Linked DNA regions of Zea mays: region 1 is linked to region 2. The links are chromatin contacts, called in public Hi-C maps. All regions are on one chromosome and are shown on one strand. Each heading gives the region's core, a stretch centred on a gene start, on an enhancer-like site or on the middle of the called end of the contact. The rest is flanking DNA. Distances are from core to core; before and after follow the strand shown.

Region 1 (4,563 bases), core at 1,612-4,111, 300 kb after region 2:
TATACATGAATTATTTTATTTTATGTATCCATTATTCACTTAGTCAAACGAGATATTCTCATATTATTCCCTTTTTAATTTACAAAATTCAAATTCCAATCCAAGATAAAGTTTAAGAATGTAAATTTTTAATACGTACTCAAAATCAATTATGAAGCAATAGATATATTTTTATTTTATTTGATTTATTTGTTTAGTAGATGTTTGAAATATGAAAAACACTCATATTGTTTTCTTTCTTTTTAGTAAAATAGTATTTTGAATGCGGGATAAGAAGTAGAAGTTACTTCAAGATTAAATATTCATGTAAATAAATGCTTATGGCACATCATTTAATGATATGCATAATCATTTAGTTGAATAGAAATTTTTTCTATTACTTCTGTTCTAAAATAATTCTTGGTTTTCAAAATTCAGTCCTCAATTTTCAACACTCGAGTATAATTTGAGATATCTGAATTTACTATTTTATCTCTTCATATATTTATTTTATTATTATTGTTATTATTTTTATTTTTTCTTATACAAATTTTGGGCCTTACAAATCCTACCCTCTTAACAGAAATCTCGTCCTCGAGATTTGTAAGAAAAGGGTGTATAGTCACATTGTCTCAGAAACATATGCACAAACAAAAATCTCAGCATGATGCATAACTTATTAGCAACACATAGGGTCAATTATACCTTATTATTCCTCCTAAAATAGTATCATACCAACTACTAACTAAAGTAACATTTAGGTCATACAAATAGTAATATATATATATATATATATATATATATATATATATATATATATATATATATATATATATATATATATATATATATAGCTTGGTGTATAATCACATTGTCTCTGATACTACACCACGATCCGAGGCATGGCTTTGCATATAACCCCAGAAACAGAAACATGATAAGAACGAAGTATTTGGTTCTTAGCTAGCGGGATCCAATGTTTGTTTGATGTAACCACTCTCCCCTTGCACTATAAAAGGGGGACAATGTAAAGCTTTAGGAGATTAGATCACTTCATGTGTTAGGGGACTAAGTTCTAACTTCTAACTAGGAGACTCTCCACATGACTAGGGCTAGTCACACCCAAACTAGCCACAACATTCTCTTCCACAAGAGTTTTATTCTGTATAGAGTGCAAGCATAAAGGTGAATTAGGATCATTAGACTAGAACTCTCACCACAAAACAAGAGGTGAGGGGGAACTAAGAGATCTTGATGCTCAGTTTTGTATGTGTTTGTAATCTTATTTGCTTTTATATTCATCAATCGATGAATAGCAAGAGGACCTCTCTAATTCACCACGTGCCAATCTATGCTCCGCTCTCTCCTAAATCTCTTTCTTTTTAGTACTTTACATACTCTAGTGTTGTTACATAATGACATAATGAATATTGAGAATCCTTGATACAGACCGAAGTCCCAAATATGTTCCAAAGTTGAAAAAATGAATTTCTCGCCATCTCTTTTTTTCCTAAAAGTTCAAGGGTTCAAACTTTATTAGGGTTTTTAGTCTAGCTCTCATTTCATCTCTAAAGGCGTCCCTAGGAAAACGAGAGACGAAGGGCTTGTTTGGTTTGTGGCTAACTATGCCCCACTTTGCCTAAGGTTAGTCGTTCGAATTGAATAACTAACCTTAGGCAGAAAAGTTAGGCAAAGTGTGGCAATTGGGGTAACGAACCAAACATGCCTGAAGTCTCACCAAATATGAAGATATAGAAAAATGCTTCCAGATGGTGATAGAGGTAGGAGCTATTTTCTACCTTCTGTATTGAAGCATCGTTTTTAGCGCGGAATGCTGCTCCCACTGTCCCTCCTGCCTCGCAACTGCTGGAATAAAGAAAAAAATGGAGTGCAAACAATAGGATTCCATTTGTGTTATATAAAGGAGATATATTATAAATATAAATATATATATATACCAATAATTGGGAAAAAATATAATCGTGTTTGAAAAATATCTCATTTAACTAAGGTCAATGTGTCAATGCATAGGTAATTAACTAGTATGTATACTAATTGTGAATGTAATTGTCTATTTATCTTTTTTCTAGTATACAATGTACTTATGTATCTTTTAATTACAAAAAATCGTAGGTCCAAAAACAAATTTATGTTCGCGAAATCGCGGTCATGTCATGACGCTAGCATTTTATCATCATCATTAGTAAGCTATGTTATACTCTCTCCTCTGTTTCAAAATATAGTTATTTTTAGCTCACTTTTTCTTCTATCAACATTCATTCAAATGATAATATATATAACCTATATTTAATATTATTTAATAAATATGTGATTAATCTAAAATGAATGGACGGAGGGAGTATACAATATAAAAAAATGTCTAACATCAACGAACCTTGGCAGTTGGCACTGCGCACAATAAAAAATCCATGATTTTTGCCTTTGTGTATGCAAAGTTTCCTTAATTCTGCTGGATCCCACCAGCCTACTCGACACGATGACTACGGGGTGTTTGGTTGTTTCTACTAAAGTTTAGTCCGGGTCACATCAAGCGTTTGACTTTTAAATAGGAGTATGAAATATAGACCCAATCAACTGGACTAGATTCGTCTCGTCTTTTAATCTTCGGCTGACAAATTAGTTTTATAATCCGACTACATTTAATTTAATACCCGGAACGGAGGTTCAAACATTCGATGAGACAGGGGCTAAATTTTAGCGGGGTGTAACCAAACACCCCCTACATCACACCGCCACCACAGGGCATAGTCGCATAGGTCCACCCAGCGACACTGCCACTGGTGTGCCGTGTGCAAATGTCCCGTCCCTGTCCCCGTCGTCACGTCTTCTAGAAAACGCCGTTACCCTATTCCCTCCCCGTCGCTATCCACCCCATCGCGTTGCCGGATCGAGCTTGGCTCTCTCGAACCTTGCTTCGCCGCACGGCACCAAAAGCACGGCCGCGCTCTCATCCCCCTCCACACGTTTCCGCCTCCCGATCCATAGCCGCCGTGAGCCGCCGCCGACATAGCTCCTCCCTCTCGCAGCTCTCCAGCTCTCGGAGGCCCGCGGCTCATCAACCCGCGCTTCTTCATTCTCGACATCTCACCCGGCGGCGCGGACGCGCAGTGCACATCACGAGCCGCACGGCACAGCCGCTCTTGTTTTCCTTCGTGGTAGGGGCTGGTGGGCTGGTGGCTTGCCTTCTGATCTTTTTTCTCTTATGTCCGCATGTCGCCTGTGTGATCTGAATGTTTGGTTGGTGCGGACAGGGTTGCGGTTCGACGCGGCCACGGGATGGCGGCGAGCGCTCGGGACAGCGCTGATGCGGCGGAGCGAGTCGTGGATGACCACGACGGCTGGGCGTCGGACGGCGAGATGGGCATGGAGATGGATGTGGAAGGCGAGTTCCACGACCGCGATGCCGACCGGAGGGATGGCGGCATGGATGGTGATGATGAGTACTTGCTGGTGCGTATGACCTTTCATGGTGCTTCTGCCATGGGTGGAGTACCTCTGTTTAGGTCGAATTCGTAAATCTGAGTAGCCGACGCGTGATGGCTCCAGTCGTACTCCTAATTGCTTGCCTAAGGTTCCTGTTGGCTTTTTATTCACCTGCGGAAGAGCTTGAGATCATTCAGGGTTTGGTGGGTAGCACGGCGGGTTACATGTCTGTGCTAGATCATTCAAATTGCTGGTGGACATAGATGGATCTTCATGTGTACTAGGTTTCTATTCTATCTCGAATATAAGTTTATATTGCTATAATTTATGCTAAGTTTTAAGGTGTAAGTGTGTAGGTGTGATGTTATTGATGGGGTGAACCATGTGGGAAAGCATAAGCGGAAAACCAATTGAAAAAAAGAAGGCAATTGTTTTGTAGGTAGGATAGTAATGTTAATTTGCAGTAGTAGTATGTTTCTACCAAAATTCAAAGCGCATGCCAAATTGCGAGGAGACATTAGCGGAGTGATAAACAAAAGCGGGAAAGATTTCTCTAAGTTCCAGTGTTGATTTTTACTCATTTAGTCCTTGGTTGCTAATTGTTTATGGGACAGGGAGACTTGATGTCAATGGGGCTTGTGGCGCAGATTCGTTTTGGCCAGTCATGTAGGTCTAGAATGCTATGTATCTTCTTTTCTTGTGCTTATCTTCAGCCAATAATGACTTGGTTTACCATCCTCTCTGACAGGTCGCTTTCGTACTAGGCATTTGTTGCATAATTTTCTATGGCCAACATGGCACGGTGTCACAGATGCATTGTTTCATCCTTGTTTGATTGGGCTTGGACCAACAAGCTTGAAACACAGATTCCAATTAGAATATTTGACTCATGTCTTGTCCTTCTTGATTGGAGTTAAAATTAATAATTAATTCACTTTTTGTATTAACTACTCACTTAACTGTGTGGCATTTTTTTGGCATAAGCACAAGGTCCACCAGCACTTATTTGCATCGGCTTAGGCAATGATCAATCATGATATGATGATGGCTGCAGCTTACCAGCAATTAAAATCTGTTTGATATTTCTTGGATTATGTCTATTTTTATGCCAAAACTGATAAATGATGAATATGACTCGAA
Region 2 (4,583 bases), core at 1,469-3,968:
TTCAAAATGACCATTCCCCCTATGCACTTTGACTATCCGATTGTTAAGCTCGTGATCCTGGGTGACATAGTAGCATAAATCTATTTAATATACCAATAGCATAAAAAATTTACATATAAAAAATTCAAATTAACTAAATTACAGTAACTCAGACAAGTACGTCTAATACCAGTCAAAGAAAACCATCACATAAATTATATGAGCTTATAACAAAGTTAATTATGCCACACCTTGATTTACAGATAAGCTCGGCAATACAGAGAGAAAAAACTCAACCTACGGGGGATAACATAGCCCCCGAGCATTATATTAAGAAAAAAACCTTCTCACGCAGGTCGAAAAAACCCCGGAACCCTTGCCACACCCATACACAGCGGCACTGTAGCCCATATGAGAAACGACGGCGACCGGGACCGGGTCTTAGACCTGTGCTTTGGCGTGGGACAGACGAGGAGATTTTTTTTAACCACAACCTGAAATTCGCTCCCACGGGGAGTCGAACCCAGGGGTTCACTTTATCGATAAGGAAAAAATATCGGAGGTTGGCGATAAACAGGATTATCGGAATTAGCGGAATTTTATCGATGATAAGCAAAAAAAATCGGTGCAAATTTAAAGAAAATGACTTAGTTTGTTTATATATCACATAGACTTTATTTGGACATTTAACAAATGAAACCAACACAGACCAACCAATCAAGTATTGAGAAAAAATATAGGGTTTTTAGTGCCCTAGGAGAGCATGAGAAGACATATAGACCAACCGACTTTTAATTTGAACATGTGGCAAATGGCAATTCAAAAAATTTAAAAATTTCGGCCGATAAAGAAAACATATCGGAGCTCACCGATAAACAGGAAAATCGGGTTTATCGGACATCCTATCGCCGATAAAGTTTTCCCTAAGATGACTTTCTTTGAATATTAATTGATATAACTAAGGCTAAAAACTATTGCTACATCATGACACACAACAACACAGGCAGAATAGAGAACTGTAAGTAAAATCAATAATGAATCACATGGTCAAAGCAGAAGCATGGAAAATGGTCAAATTAAGAGTTTAAGTTTCAGACACCAAAATACATGATAATATAGCTAATATAGCTCAGTGAATTGTTCATAATGAGAACTCATAGTTTGTAAAAATAATGAATGTACAGTATATTATTTCTCCAAATGTATATTATTTCTCCAAACCCAGATATGTATAGAGAATGAACCCGGCAATCCCAACACCAAGAAAGAGGAAGCAAAATATGTTCCAATTTATTGTACAGTATATGAAACAAATATGGATTAACTAAAGCATATGAGCTTGTTGAGTTTATTCAAAACAAAGGGGTCATGTCATGAACGAAATCAAATAAACAATATTACAGCTTGGTTGTAAGCAAGACCACAAGAATGATACCTGTTGTTTCCTCCGCCAGTCCTCAACCCCTTCTTTTGCCATGGTGGCTACAATCACGACACACAGCGGCGCAAGCGCGCTCACTGCCGTGTATGGTGCAAGTGGAGTCAAGGCAAGGATACCAGAGACAAGGAAGTAGAAATTGGCCACCCTCCTGAACTGCTCGAAGAGGGACTTGGGCAGGAAGGTGGCCAGATTGTACTTTGTCGTCGACACCTCATTCAGCAGGTAACTGAATCCCTCCTCTTCAAGCCTATCAGGCTCATTGACGTACACGACTCTGGAGAACCCCACTGTCCCAATCCGTAAGTGGTCATCACTAGAGCCCCCGTGACAACGCATGAAAGTCAACAATGTGCTGAGCTTAAGTTTCTCCAGCCTCTTCGTCGGCGCCATTCCTCCAGACTCAAGTGAATCACTGCACCAAAGCTACTCCCAGATGCCCCAAGAAGTCGACAAGGCCAAAACCTCACGGGTTTTTTTTGGAACTCCCCGCCGTAGCAGCCAATTCGCTCCAACCTTGTCCAAATCAATCTTACTGCAGAACGCAATTGGCAATTCCCTCTGAAGAAGAGCAGCTGAGATTCGAGCAGCAAGAATCTCCAAGAATGCAGCTCGCAATAATTCAGCTCCTCTCCCAACCAACAAGTAGCCCCCAACTACCTAAAAAAAGCAAATAAACTGCACAGGGAGAGGGACTGAACCGAGAGCCACCCCAGGCCCTCAGCAGAGAAATCAGCTCCTCCCAGGATCGAGAAGACGTCAACACTCAACAGCGCGGCGCCTCTGAAATCCCGGCGTGCCGCCGCGGCCCTGCGCTCCGGAACCCCGTCCTCCTCCTCCGCCCCGCTACGCCAAGACTCTTGAGACGGGAACACCAGATGTCTCGATCCATGCGGCGCCCGGCTTTCCCGCGGCGCTGCGTCTATGCTCTCCCCAAGGCAGAAAATGGCCCACGAGAGGACGACTATAGGTGGCGGGAATCTCCCTTCGCGCGGGGGCGGCAAGGTAATGCCCCCCCGACCCAGACGGGGACCCCACCTCACCTCAAGCGGAGCGGCTCGGGTTCCGTTGCCTTGCCTCTTTCCGACGGTGAATCATGTGGCTCCTCTCGAAGGGAAAAATCGAAGCTCCGGGACAGGGAGGGAGGAGACGGACGAGAGGGGCGAGGTCAATGGAAAATGGGAGTGAGCAGGCGCCGCGCGGGGCGGAGCAACGCAATGCCGACGAAGCGAAGTGCACGGCGACGTGTGCGATCGGTTTGGTAGTTTGTGGCCTCCTAACTGATTTTTTTATTTTCGCCCTTCTTCGAAAATCTCTAGCGGGACAAAACTGGTTTTTAGGACTTAAGAATCGATGCTATAACCTATAATATCCATACCTGAAACTGAACTCATCCTATATCCTATTTTATAATTATTTCAAACTTTACTTTGTAAATATTACAATTCACAGAGCAAAACAGTGTGGCTTCTTTTTTTCTGTATGGTATCTGTGACTCGTCTAACCTTATTTCGTGTATCTCGCATCTACTCTCACTCTGTCCTCACAGTTGACCCTCATCATCATCGTCCCCACTCTTCATCTTCAGTCTTGATGCTAGCCCTCAGTCTCTATCTTATTTTTTTATTAATAACTTAGTTCGTGATTTAGTTAGTAAATTATGCAATTATTAATTAGTAGTAGTTATTTAGTTAGGTAGGTAGTTGGTAGTAGTAAGTTTAGGTAGTTATATTTAGTAACTTAAAATTTTGTTAGTATTTACTAGTTAGTAGTAGTTATTTATTAAGTTTAGGTAACTTGGCATCATATGTAGTTAGTTAGGTATATAAGTTAGATATTGTGTAACTAGTTAATTAGCTAAAATTTAGTTAGTTTGATAGTATTTAGTTAGTTAGCAATCTGGTTGCACTTAGTCACCTATATCTAAATTTGTTTGAAGGTATACTCAAGTTTTCATATGAAACAGATGGATAATCTAATAGCTTCGCACCATGACGACATTGTGGACAAAGATAATTATGGAAATGTTTCGTTTGTTAGAATGCAAAGCGAGTCTATGTTACTCAATGATCAGCCACCATTTAGTGAGTTGGTTGCTATAAATAGGGAAAACTAGTATGTACATAAGGTTGAGATGTGTCCTTGTGATTTGAGTTTGTGATAAGTGACTGTTAACATACTAGCATCTTAGTTTGAGTCGTGTAGACTATCCAGGTGTGAGTGTGTATGCAATATGTCTCTTACCTTTGTGATGTGCAGGTGCAGAGTCCGTAGACGGTGGTCGATGATAAAGGTGAAGGTCATGCGAGTTCGTGCCAATAAACCGAGAGAACTGAAGGATGAGTGATGAGTGTTAACTGATAGACTAGAGAAGCTGGGTGACCAGATGTGGTGGCTGATACCTGAAGACATCGCAAGCACGAGGACATAGCCATGTGGATTGTGTTGTCGACACAATTGAGGATCGACAAGACACAAGTCTAGGATGTGGGGACACATATGAAGTATGTTACCTATAGAGGCTTGGTGTTTGAGATTTAAAATCACCCAACAACGGTTTCACGGGTTTGGCCTCAAAACTCAGTGATGTGGTTTCAAACGGAAGCGGAGGCGACACATGGAGCCATCACAGAGGATGCATCAAGGCGATGCAACTTTATGAGGGGGCATGGTCATCAGGTTGTCGGGATGGGAATTGATCCATTTTATACTTGACTGAGTGGATAAGCTCTATATATCTAAGGGTATGTTGGGAGTGTAAAATACCCTATATAAATAAGAAGTATGGGTTGCACCAACCAACCAACCATCTAGCTAGCTTTTGGTTTTTACTCTCTATTTTCTTTTGTTAGGAGATCCTTAGGTGATTTGGATTTTTACATCAATGTACTTGTAATTTGGAAAGCATGGCCTTAACCACGTCTTGTCCTCTATGGTAAATCCATGTCCAAGTCTAAATTGCATTAGAATTTTTATTTGATTTCTCTCGCTCAAGCTCTTTTTTATTTTTTAGTGAATTCTTGAATCTAAGTTTGTTCGGAATCGTGGGCTACTTTAGACATAGGAGACACTCCTAGATTTTTTTTTCATTAGCGGGTATGGACTGATTCATCTTGAGTTCAGGTTTTAAGAAGTTTGAACAACTTTGAGAAAACTCCAATTCGAG

What was found. A called contact is a pair of places that touch in the nucleus more often than the background predicts.
Region 1: a Hi-C map of tassel shows a contact between it and region 2, with 2.9 times the contacts expected there. The contact joins the promoter of LOC100192544 here to the promoter of LOC103630019 in region 2. A contact is called at or near these places in 2 of 25 Hi-C or Micro-C datasets (endosperm and tassel).

The regions. Positions count from the first base shown.
Region 1 is chr6:133,313,701-133,318,263 of Zm-B73-REFERENCE-NAM-5.0, forward strand. LOC100192544 (Transducin/WD40 repeat-like superfamily protein) reads left to right here and starts at 2,862. Exons shown (of 10, transcript NM_001137763.1): 1 at 2,862-3,155; 2 at 3,252-3,450. The coding sequence starts at 3,277.
Region 2 is chr6:133,014,775-133,019,357 of Zm-B73-REFERENCE-NAM-5.0, forward strand. It overlaps LOC103630019 (putative phospholipid-transporting ATPase 9), which reads right to left and starts at 2,719. Exons shown (of 11, transcript XM_008651115.3): 1 at 1,415-2,719; 2 at 1-57. The coding sequence starts at 1,810.